Linked DNA regions of Danio rerio: region 1 is linked to region 2. Evidence: chromatin contacts called from public Micro-C data. All regions are on one chromosome and are shown on one strand. Each heading gives the region's core, a stretch centred on a gene start, on an enhancer-like site or on the middle of the called end of the contact. The rest is flanking DNA. Distances are from core to core; before and after follow the strand shown.

Region 1 (6,660 bases), core at 3,553-6,052, 220 kb after region 2:
TTTATTATGCATTTAGTTAGTGTTGTGTTGTGTAGTATTTACCACAGTATGTGTATTTCTGTCATTTCAAAATGCCACTTTATTTTCACTTTGTCCCACATTTTTAATCAATGTGCTATTGGGACAGTACAGGTTACATGTGTGGGTCAAACATTTTGGTTAATTACATTTGTTTGGGTTGGTTATATATTTGAAAGAAAGAGAAAAGTTTGATTTAAGCGATAGCAGGGTTCAATTTACACGGCACAATGCTGTCTGACTACAAGAGTGAAACACCTTGCAGCAGTTGTTTTCCATCCCTTTAGATTGCATTTCTAAAATAATCGGTCCAGGAGGCGGCGCTGATCAACAGCAGTGTTAGTTCAAAGACGTTAAAACCAGGTAAAACAGACTAAGCTGTCCGAATGCATTTATATGCATCAGCTGCCGACCGGAAGTTCTTAGCATCCTCCTTTTGCATACACGCAAAGCATGAATAATTTCGCGTTTTAACAAAAAGGTCTATAAAGTTGACATGATTTTAACTCTTCTCGAGGCCTACACCGGTGACGACACACCACGCCTCTCCACACCACTGGCTTCCATTGAAAATGAATAACTTCCAGCTATGTCCAGCTACACTCTCGCCGCTTTCCGTGTGTACGCTCAGTTAGATGCGTTTTTGAAACAATATGTAAACGGCCACTTAAAACTGACACAAAATCTAATAGGACATGCTTCATTGATAAAGTGCACTCAAAAATGAAAATTTGCAATAATTTACTTAACCTCCACTTGTTTGAAACCTATTAGGGTTTCTATCTTCTGTTGAACACAAAGGAAGATATTCTAAAGAATCTTGGGGAATGAAAACAGTGAATACAAAAAATACTATGAAAGGACTATGTATGTCAATGGCTGCTATTTCCCAACATTCTTCAGAGTATCTTGCTAACAAAAGAAAGAAGTTCATTAAAGTTTAGAACCACTTGTGATTGTGAGTAAATGATGAGAAAATGTACATTTTCGGGAGAATTGGTTAAATACATATTAGCATCATAGATTTGTTCATTATGTTTTGTACTCACAGTTCACTTAAAGGGACAGTTCACCTGAAAATGAACATTTACTCATTACTTACTCACCCTCAAGTGCTTCCAAACCTTATTGAGTGTCTTTATTCTGTTAAACACTAAAGCAGATATTTAGAAGAAAGCTGAAAACCTGTAACCATTAACTTCCATAGTCTTTGTTATTTGTACTATGGAAGTCAATGGTTACAGCTGTCTTCAAAGTAGCTTCTTTTGGTCTTTAACCTCACAAAAGAAACTCAAACGGGTTTGTAACAAATAACAGAAGTGATTAAATAATAACAGAATTTTCATTTATAGGTGAACTATCTTTTTAAGCCAGAACGCTGGGTTATTTCAATATGCATATTGGTGCTATCGCTGATTTTAAGACTGGTGTAAAACATACATGATGGCATTAGAGAAACCTCAGCAGTGACCACACTCTCCAGACCCAGGTTAGAAAGAGCTCCTCGAATCATCCCGCAGGAAAAGGCCAAATACTGCAGACAGCACACAAATACACAACCATCAAGACCGCATTTCTCAAGGTGGAATGAAATATCTGATTTAATATAAATAATATATAGAAATGATACTCACTTTAGGGGCCTCTTCAAGGTATTGCTTTCCACTGGAAAACTGAGTGAGTAGTGCAAACTTATTATCCTGCAAGACGTATGTGCCCTAGAGCAAAGACATTACAGTCATATTAAAATGTGTTGCAAATTAAACAATTATTGAGAAAAAAAAATAACTGCCTTTATTTAATAACACTCAAACGATTTTAAACATTTATGAGTTACACATTGGAAGATATTAAATAATGTTTGACAAAACTAGAAATTGACTTTTATATTAGAAGAAAAAAATGCTTTTTAACAACATTCCTCAGAATATAATTTTGTGTTTAGTAGAAAAAAAAAACTCAGTTTCGAAACCAGTAAACGATGATAGAACCTTCATGTTTGTGTGAACTCTTCATTTACAATACACTAAGCTGCATCATATTTACTAAACGAAATGTGTTCTTACTTCTTTTGGGCTGCTGATTTCAACAATTGTGTTGTTTTGCTTAATTATGTACATTATTTATCTATTATGCATTGTTATGCACTTGAGAACCATTTGTAAAATGATGAAAGTATGTTTTATCATGTAAAGCATTAAACATGACAAAACATAATGTAACAAATGAAAAATAGATAAATATTCCTAAAAAAAACTCTTTGTTAAAGTATCAGCTGATTTCATGTGCAATGTCTTATACAAAACATTTTTCAGATTTTATGCAAAATGACATCTGATGTTTTAAAACATCCAAAACGTGACACAAAGTATTTAACTTTTTTTTTTTTTTTTGGCTGATTCATTCATTTAAAAAAAAAAAAATGTGATACTTCCTTGGTAGTAAACAGAGTTCTTAAACATTCCTTGAATACAGATTGTAAGTTGATCATTTGATTATTATCAAATGATTAATTTTCATTCAATCATTTATTTTTTGTGACAAAATATATATGTGATAGAAGGTTTTATTATTATTTGTGAACTTCATCAAATGAGGTAGTAGTTGTCTCTATTCTTCTTATAAAGATAGTACTGAACATTGAGACCTGATGGTTGGTCCTCAAGTTGTCGATTTGTTTTTTGAAGATAGTGCTCCAGAAGTCTTTACATACGAACTTCATTATGTCCAAGTCATCTTTGAAAGTGGGGCAGTCTTTTGTAAACCTTTTGAAAAACATGAGCAGAGTCATGGCATTGTTAGATTCAAACGGAAGCTTGTGTGCTATCCTCTAATAATAAAACATAACAGTGACTTATTTGCTCACAAAACGGAGTTCTTAAGCCCCCCTTTGATTATTTTCTTATTTGGGTTTTCTTTCTGGCTAGAATAAAAGCTTTTAATTAAAAAAAAAAAAAACATTTTAAGGTCAAAATTATTAGCCCCTTTAAACTATATTTTATATTTTATATATTTTTTTTCGATAGTCTTCAGAACAAACCATCGTTATACAATAATTTGCTTAATTACCCTAATCTGCCTTGTTAACCTAATTAACCCAGTTAAGCCTTTAAAAACCCTTTAAGCTGTATAGAAGTGTCTTGAAAATTATCTAGTTAAATATTATTTACTTTCATCATATCAAAGATAAAATAAAACTATTATGTTTAGAAATGTGTTGAAAAAAAAAGTGTTCCCTCTGTTAAACAGAAATTGGTGGGAAAAATAAACAAGGGAGCTAATAATTCAGACTTCAACTGTGTGTGTGTGTGTGTGTGTGTGTGTGTGTGTGTGTGTGTGTGTGTGTGTGTGTGTGTGTGTATATATGTTATGTGGAAATAAATATTCGTAATATGGGTACAATAATATCTGATCCATCGTCATTGACAGTGACAAATACAGTCATGTAAAAAAATAGAAAAAAGAAAAAACATTTATTCTGACCTCTGTAAAATTTATAAAAGAAAAAGGGGCCATCTTGCTGATAAATAGGTCAAATCTAGTGGTTTTGGAAAATATAAAAAATAAAAAATACTGGCAAAATATAAAGATTTTAAATAAGTGTTTGGGGCTCCACTGTGATCCTTAAATTTATCATCAAATGACTCTTGCTGTATTTATGCCTGAAAAGAATTTTTGGTTCATATTCATTGTTACAGATTCTAAGATATCATGCATAAATGTTAATGTAGAAGTAAAAAAAAAAAAATGAATTGTAACTTAAAGAAAATATATATTTTTTAAGAAGGGTAAAACGAAATTGCGTTGGATAAATTGTTTTAAATATTGGAGAGGAAACAGGTTTATAAACTGTGACTTAAAAGAATTATACTTCAGTGCATGTATAAACAACATGTAAAACTCACAATACCTTTCAATAAGTCCTTGTCCAACTCTGAAGCCCATCAACTCTAGAGTAGAAACACACGTCACTCGCTCCTGAAGAAAGCAAATCCCAGTATGAATGACACAAGTAAACAAGACAACATGACATAATTATTAAAGAAAAGAAAACATGGTACCTTATCAATGTCATCACGGGTCGCCTGCTCTTTGTAAACATGAGCAACAATCTCCATGTGGAGGAACTCAAACAGAGCGTCATCTGCCATACCTGAAAGACAACATCCACAGGAAGATCCTCAAACATCTGTAAAGGCTCACACTGAAGATCAGACATTTTAAAACCAACTGCCTCTTTTATTTCTATCTCTCACTATGTTTACTGAAGAGATGACAGTTGTTGCTTCATAATGTCACAATATTTGAATAAGCATTTAAATGCATACAGGAATAAATATAGATTTAAGTAAACTAAGAGCAGAATAGAAAAGCATAATAAAAACAAAATATTCTTTACACGTATTCGTTTATTCAAATATTCAATTGTGTCTATTCCTGAAAATATGAAGCTGGGTCTTTCCATGCCAAATGCTAGAAGAGCTGTGCAATTGTGTCTTCACTGTAACGTTTTGTTTAAATAATAATTAAATCACTCTTTTCATTTAAAGACTACATTGAAAATAAATAACTGATACGTAATGCTAAAAACTCACAGCACATAGAAATGTGCATCTGTAGAACTGTTGACTTCTGCTCAAACAGATCAGCTAATGCTATTCTGCACATCTATCGATATTTAACGATACTCGCTCAATTAGTTGGCCGTAAATATGATGTGGCGTCAGCGTAAACACTTTTAAAATTACTTACTGCTTGCACGTATCTTCAGGTGTGGAATAAAAATACATTTATAAAGAACCAAACACTTGTCCGTCTTCAGTTCTCCTGCTGTAGCGCCGATTCTGACAACCAATACTGCCACCTGCTGTAGTGGAGGAAAACACGGGAATATCTGACGCTTTCATTTTTCTTCCCTCAAATTACACATTATTTTTATGATGTTTCACAAAATTACCATTTAAATACTTGAGTCTTTACTGTGTTAAACGGATGCAACCTTGACAGGACTTCTTTTAAAAGTATTAAAGAAAATACTACTATCTCTTTAAACAGTAGCATCAATAGGCTACATAACATTTGCTAGTTAACAAAAATATCCTTATAAAATATTAAATGTGGTACATTTAGAAATTTTGTAAATATGTCTAGCTTGTAACTGAAAGCTTTTTCATAAGTGGAAATTAAATTACCCGGTTCTTTCCACCATTAAACTTTGGCCTGGTATCAAGTTTTTAGTGCCTAAGAATTACTTAATTCATTTTCTTTTCGGCTTAGTCCCTTTATTAATCCAGGGTCGCCACAGTGGAATGAACGGCCAACTTATCCAGCACGTTTTGACGCAGCGAATGCCCTTCCAGCCGCAACCCATCTCTGGGAAACCTAATAACTTTATTTTAAAATCCTTCATAAATACTATTCCAGTAATTCTTTATTATCTAAATTTAATATAAACAACTCATCGCAATGCACATTATGTTCTAATCTGGAAAAAAAGTGCATTTATTTTAGAATGCAATTTTGTAGAATAATTTTGGACAGAAATATCTTGGCTTGTCATCTCAGCTTACAAAAAACTTTTTGATTTTTATTAATTCTTTCATTTTCTTTTCGGCTTAGTCCCTTTATTAATATGGGGTAGCCACAGCGGAATGAACCGCCAACTTATCCAGCATATGTTTTTACGTAGCGGATGCTTTTCCAGCTGCAACCCATCACAGGGAAACATTCATACACACTCCTTCACACTTATACACTACGGACAATTTAGCCTACCCCATTCACCTATAGCGCATGTCTTTGGACTGTGGGAGAAACCGGAGCACCTGGAGAAAACCCACGCAAATGCAGGTAGAACATGCAAACTCCACACAGAAACATCAACTGACCCAGCCGAGGCTCAAACCAGCGACCTTCTTGCTGTGAGGCGACAGCATTACCTACTGCGCCACCTCTTTTTTTATTTTGTGACAACCTAATTTTTTTGGAGGGGGAAATTGACGACACATTTTGAATTGTAAGGAGCTGGACAATGTGTTTACATTTTTTACTTTTTGTGGCCTACAAATGTAGGTAGAGTTATTCAGTGTTTGCCTAATTTTAGAACATTTTGTATTGACTTAAAACTTTGTAACACTCTCATAATTCTAGTATAGTTTGAGATATTTATGTTTTATTTTTTCATACGTATTTATATATTTTTATTTTCTTTAAATATTTGTTTTCTTTCATGTATTGTTTTTTTTTCCTTAGCTTTTGTAACGTGTGTTATTAATTGTACAATGAATATGTATCATTTGTATTCAGGTCACACAATATTAGCACAAATCAATGATTTATGTGTTCCCTGTTAGTAATGTTAATTAAAAAAAATTAAATCCTTACAAAAATTTGCCTACTAGATTTATTATATTAGAACGGTAGAAAACGCCTTTTTGCCTCACTGATTACATACCTGATGCTTAAGTACAAATACCTTGCTTAAACCATGGTAAGTGTAGCAAAAATAATGGTGAATTTATGGTTGGTTACCATATTTTTTATTTTAGTGTTTAAATTGTTACTGTTATATTATTTACATGTATGTTTCTATTATTTTTTGTAGTGAAACCATTGCTAATTTTCATACGATTATCTAGCTAG
Region 2 (6,561 bases), core at 3,960-6,459:
ATAAAGGCAATTTGAAGTATAAGAGGTTAGTCCCTTGAAGTTTAAAGACACAGTATGTGATTTTGCCACGATAGAGTGCCTATTCACACAAACAAAGGTGTATTATGATGACGCCATGACTGAGTTTGGAATCATGGGAGTTGTTATCTTCATTATATCCTATGGGCAGAAATCATGTTCATGGATAAGCAGAGCGTATTATCCAACCCAAGCTCATTCTGAAAATGTAGTCCCGTTTCTGGAGACAGCGAAATACGTCCCGGGAGGTACGTATGACCATTTATTTTTTTCAAGCGAACGCTACGGGGCGGTGTGACGCTGTTCCCTTTCACGCTTACCGGCCGAGCGCTTACCTCTGTGTGGAGGGCTTTCACGCTGCAACCCGTTTGTCCACTCAGCTCTTCCTGTACATCGGCAGACTTGAGACGCAGAGAGGAGTTGACCACGACGATCGGTTTCGAGTCTGGGGAAGAGCGGTTTCAGAAATCAAGACAAAAATAGAATCCAAAAAATAAAGTGAAGTGGTAAAATTAAAAAATGCGGTAAAAAAAAAAAATCAGGGCTTTTCTTTTTTTGGACGGCTTTTGTAAATTGTTGGTCGGGTTTAGGGAAGTGAGCGGGCGGGCGGGCGGGTCAATCGGTAAAATTGGTTGGGTTTAGGAAAGGAGAAGGGCGGGTCAGCCGATTGGCTGGTCGCGCAGTCAATCATCCAGTCAGTCAGACAGTGGCCTCTGGTGGGTTCACACGAGAACAGCGCGGGCGCGAACTGCACTCGTGAGAGGCATTTGAGATGCGAAATAGCGCACGCAACAGCCTCTCGCGGATTCGCAAAAACAAAAACTATAGCCGTACATACCTCCCGGGACGTATTCCGCGGTGTCCAGAAACGTCTGCAGGACTACGTTTTCAGAATGAGCCTCGGTTGGTATTATCATGGTAGTATGAAGCAGAGTAAAGCTGAAAGCCATTGAGGCATGATGCGGCATGAAAACAGCCGAGCTTTTATTATGCTACAGTTCACAGCTTACATTTCTTTTATTGTGATCATGTCAGGAAAAAGCAGTGCTGTTTTAGCATACTAAACACATTATAAGGGATCTGTTATAATTCTGCTCTGTGCAGTCATTACATATTAAAAGGGTCTTTGTTGTTTGACCCTGGAAATCGAGGGTATTTAACAACATTCTCATGGTGGATGGACACAGCTTGTGTCACTAGTTAATTTCTCTCGATTTAAACATTCTTCAAAACATTTGGGATAATACAAATGCATAAGTCAGCAAAATATATAACTATTTTCGTGGTTTTCGGTTGTTTTATTCAAAATATCTTACATAATGTGCTTTAAACTAGACATAATTAGTTTGGTGGGTTTGCCATATCCTTTTGTGTTCAGAATAAAATTAAATAAATAACATATTGCACATTATCGCGCTACTGTATTCTAAAAAAAAAATTAGGAACACAGTAATGCGCAGTAATTTTATTACAGTTACTAAAGTAATTGCATTACATACAATACAATTTTTTTATTATTATTCTTTCAAATCACGTTTTCTGCTGCAACATCAGTTAATAGGGTTTTAAATTGCTGGAAAATGCGAGCTGAAATGGTTGCTGTCGAGAGTGGCTGTTTCATCAAGTGGAAATAAAGACATAGCTTTGATTTAATTGAACATAAATACAAAAATATTGATGCAAACTTTTAGCTGCTCTTATCTTGACCAACAACTTGTTCAAGCACTAGAACAGAAAGCATTCTACAACATTACTCGTCACCAAGAAAGACACCGGGGCCTAAAAACACGGCAGCCCAACTCAGCCTAAACGGGATACATTGAATTTGTGTGCAGCATTGGGATTGAAGGTACCTTCTGAATGTGAAGAGAAGCATAGCTGATTATGGGGCCGTTCATGTATTGCATGCATATTGGCAGCGCATTTTCATTTGCATTTCCCATGTGCACCCACTTAAAAACCGCATGTCACATGACAAGAACTGACCGGTCAGCTTCATACTTTGGAATATGCACATTTCGGTAGACAAATTACCTCAAACAAACACAAAACACTCAAACACTGCAGTTTTTTTTCATACTATGGATGTCAATGGTTTCAGGTATCCAGTTTTCTTCAATTTTTTTTTTTTTTTTAAAGACAAACAGGATGGAAAAAGTAAACGATGGGAGAAGTTTAAGTTTTGAGTGAACTCTGAGTATTTTGAATATCAAAATATCAAATGTTAAGCTGGTTTAATCAAGCAATTATAGCATTTTTCAGTGAATATGAAATTACTGAAAGAGCTGCAGTTTATATGTTTTATATGTTTTAAAAGTAAAGTAGGTTTCATATATTTTAAAATAGGTTTCATGTGTTTTAAAAGTGTAGTACTTTAAAGTAATAAGTAATCTGATTACTTTTGCATGAAGTAATTAGTAATGTAATCAGATTACAATATTCAAGTAGTAATCAGTAATTTGTAATATATTGTAATCAATTACCTAATGTTGTTTTGGTTGCAGTTAATTGTATCTCAAATGCTAAATTATGCATTCTTTTATTGAATGTTTCTTACTATTACTTTCGTAAAGCGACAAATAAAGCTATTGTCTACTGAAGGAAACAATTGATTCTGACCTGTTGAAATGAGTTGTCTTAGATTTTAGTTGCATTTCCTTAATTGATCTACTTAGATCCATAACTCGTTAGCATAATGCCAGCCTGTGGTCTTCATTGGCTGCCCGCAAACAATGTCTGCTTACCAATGTCAGGATTAAGCTTGTGCTTAAGCTTTTTCTGAATGCTTCGTAAAGTAAATTAAATTAAATGCATTACACAAAGCAATTTAACTGCTTGTTGAACATCTTGAGAGAATGGATCCTGGGATGGATGGAAGGATGGAAGGATGGATGGATGGATGGATGGATGGATGGATGGATGGATGGATGGATGGATGGATGGATGGATGGATGGACGGACGAATGGGTGGATGGATGCATGGATGGACAGATGGATAGAAACACTAAAAATGCATGTGTGGTGTGTGTGTGTCTGTTTTGCACTGCTGGAGGTATGAAAAAAAATCTCTGTAAAATTTAGTCAAATGTCTCATACAACAATTTGAAATCACCAACATCACGACAAATTGTTTGGGATTCTTTAAGGGATTCAGGAAACAAATTGGAGAAAAGATTTTTACTCTTATTCAAAAACAAATTCAAATTACTTCATCTTGTTAAGATTTTAGTAAAAGATTAAATTACACACTTTTTTCAGTCTTATTTGCTCATATTTATTAAGGGTGCCTGTTTTTGGAAGGCATTGTGTTTGTACTTTTTGGTAGAATTTTAGTTTTAAACATCCCCTGATAAATTTGCTAATGCTGATGAAGAAGAATATCATATCAGAATGTACCTTAGAAATACCTCTGTTAAGCTCCCTGTTTAAATCATGGAGGTTGGAGGTGAATAACTTGCACATGCCATGATTTAGCACATGTCAAGTGTGATACAATCCTGGATTAACATCTGTGTTGATCCTGGAACAAACATTTTTGTTCGAAAATGTAATCCATACCTATTTTCTACCCTTTAACCCAAACATAGCTGTAAATTATTACCCAAATCAGAGGAGAATGATAGATAACAATAATGTAGAAGTGCATTTTAACCTAACACATGGTAAATGTATTCCTTATTTCTGATTGGCTGATTGGAATGTTGTTCCAGGATCAACATAGATATTAATCGAGGAACATGTCCTACTTGATAAAATCAGGTTGGCGTTCTTTAAGTCAGGGGTGTCCAAACTTGGTCCCAGAGGGCCAGTGTTCTGCTGAGTTTAGCTTCAGCTTGGTTTAGCGCAATCTTGTATATCTAGTAAGAGCTTGACTAGCTAGGTCATGTGTTTTTGATTGGGGTTGGAGCTAAACTCTCCAGAATACTGGCCCTCCTGGGCCGAATTTGGACAAGTCATACATTATTGGACACAGGCTCAAACCGACATAAAATCAAAACCAACCCTACTTTCCAATGGAATGCATGATGTCTGAACTGAAATTCGGATGGTGAGAGATGCTGTAATTGGTTTCTGAGTCGCACTGTAAACAGGCAGCCAATCGCAACACATTTGGGCCATGAAACCAAACAGAGCAGAGAAGACTCAAGGGAAGTGGTTTTGGACGAACAAAATTTCAAAAGAATCTTCAAAAGAAATGTTGCTCTTTGAGAAATGAGGTGATGTAAAATATATATTATAAATAATTGAAAGTGATTTTTTGACTTTAGAAGAATGTAAACATAGTAAGATACCTCAAAAACAAAATGGGCAACCTCAAACATAACACAAAATAACATGTTAACATTAGATAACCACCCTGAACTGACAATGAACAATACTTGTATGGCATTTATTCATAGTAATGTTTCTCAACAATTAGTGGAACACTTTTGTTAAAATGAGGTATCTGTTAACATAGAAATATAAGATGAGCTAACACAACAAACTATTTTATTAAATGTAAAGGTTAATAAAATACAACATTTCATGACTTGATTGAAAGTTCATATTAGTTAATGCAACAGTCAACTAGTGCTATTATACGGGACCTTATTTTAAGGTTCATTTTATTTGTGTTTTATAAAATTTTAAGCATTTAAATTTGATTTTATTAGTTGTTATTTGGTGATTATTAGCATAGCCTTACATTTAATTTAACTTTTTTGTCCTCTCTCCTGTCAACGTTTAAGGCAAAAAAATAAAAAAATAAAAATCTGTGGAAAATGCTTAATAGAAATGAGGTTATGTCACTTTTGCTACCTGGCAACACAGTCAAGCAAATATATAAATAATAAACAAACAAACGCTCCGTGAGATGGGAAATGAATATGAAAATGAGTTACAGGTGTTGTAATTCTGTCTATTTATTGTGGATCTACAGTAGGCATCACTGGAGTGTGCCATACATCTGCAAGAAAACTCCCAAGAGCAGATGGTTTCCTACTGGAAAAAAGAAAGAGCATCACTGCCCTCTGCTGTTTGACCCTGGGATGACTATTTCCAGTCTGATGACAACAATTGAAGCCACAACGAAGCACGTTTTTACTCATACGTTTACAATAAGCCTTGCCTGTCTTTATAGACACTGCCTATTCTTTGAATCTCACAACAAATTAGAATTTGAAAGGACTACATGTTCTTGAATGCCTGTGTTTGTGAATTTGTCAGAAAAAATAAATCATCTAATCATAAGCTAAATGCTAATGCGTCTACTGTTAGGCTGAGCTGCACCATACTTAATTTAGATGAATGAACTATTTAGTAAATTGAGTTCACATTGATATAACATGCAATTTGGAGCCAGGGGATATTACTTTAGAAAGTTGGCAGCAAGAAATTGGTTGGACTAGTAAAAATATGTTGACATGACTATTGTGACTATTCGAAAATGAGAACGGGTGCTTTATTTGTGTTAAATGTTCTGAAGTTTGCATGTCTGTAACTCAAGATATCTTAATATGTATTGAGATTTTGCTTCCTAACTCATTTTTCTGTTACATTTTTTTTCTAAACTGGTAGTCCCATGATAAGTAAGGGAAAAATAAGGGAAAGTGAGGTAGTGGGTGAGTATCTTACACTTTAAATTCATGTGGTTCACTTCCAAAGATAGCTATTGGGATTTTAAGGTGGCTACGTGAATAAATTATTTAATTGGATCCATTTTCAGTAATAAAAACGGAACGTGGCTCGCTTCTTTCTTTTAAACAGCAATGTCCAGAAATCAAGGGCAATTTGGCATGGATGGAGGGGAAGTGTCCCCACCAATATCCAGCAACTACTGAAATGTTCCCACCAATAATTTAATCACCTTCAAAAAAATAAAATAAAATAAAAAGCTCTGTCAGCCCTTAGTTGGCATGCATATAGAGTTAAATTATGGTGTCTTGTCCTCTCTCCCACAAACACATAAGGACAGTGTGATTGGCTGGGTTTATTTATGCTGTTAATGACAGCTGTAATTACGTTTGGATGTGAGAATCGCCAAAACAAGGAACTTTTCCTGTCGCTGTTCACTGTACAAGATGTAGACATCATTTTTGACAAGATTTTAAAGGTAAGTTCAATTGGAGTTCACCATAATAATATGAACCAAGGAATTCAGTTTTGATTTTGGCTTTCATGATTATGAAAATAATAATAATAAGTATGAAGTGGTTTAGCTAATTGCATCATGTGCCCTTTAAATTTCTCTGCATTCATACCTCCTCAAAACCAGATTACAGTAAAACACAAAATTAACTTCTGCAGCATGAAATGTCCTTCATTAATTATTATTCCTATTATTAAGTGTTCAAAGCTTTTATTTATATTTAAAATAACACAAAAGAGAGTTTGTGTTGTTCTATTTATGTGCTATAGGTATGTATTTCCCCACCATTGTCAAGTCCAAATCTACACCCTTGCCAGAAACAAACAATGTTAAAACTAGAAATATTACCTTCTACCTAATTTCTCTCAGTGAATGTGACAATTTTTTATTTATTTTTTTAATTTCAAAGATTT

What was found. A called contact is a pair of places that touch in the nucleus more often than the background predicts.
Region 1: a Micro-C map of caudal fin shows a contact between it and region 2, with 3 times the contacts expected there. The contact joins the promoter of trappc6bl here to the enhancer-like site in region 2. A contact is called at or near these places in 3 of 18 Hi-C or Micro-C datasets (caudal fin, embryo and hematopoietic stem cells) and 1 of 4 datasets of contacts at active chromatin or transcription factors (embryo).

Annotation. Positions count from the first base shown.
Region 1 is chr15:16,108,448-16,115,107 of GRCz12tu, forward strand. It overlaps trappc6bl (trafficking protein particle complex subunit 6B, like), which reads right to left and starts at 4,803. Exons shown (of 7, transcript NM_200661.1): 1 at 4,771-4,803; 2 at 4,080-4,171; 3 at 3,929-3,996; 4 at 2,666-2,783; 5 at 1,653-1,736; 6 at 1,459-1,552. The coding sequence starts at 4,169. It overlaps si:ch211-116o3.5, which reads right to left. Exons shown (of 4, transcript NM_001305574.1): 4 at 6,603-6,660.
Region 2 is chr15:15,890,317-15,896,877 of GRCz12tu, forward strand. No RefSeq gene overlaps it. Among named protein-coding and RNA genes, the nearest start is that of zgc:162730, 120 kb to the right of the region's middle. Within about 2 kb of position 5,210, at least 2 of the 62 cell types and tissues checked have an H3K27ac peak or open chromatin away from gene starts, as enhancers often do. A contact at or near this core is called in caudal fin, where this site is marked.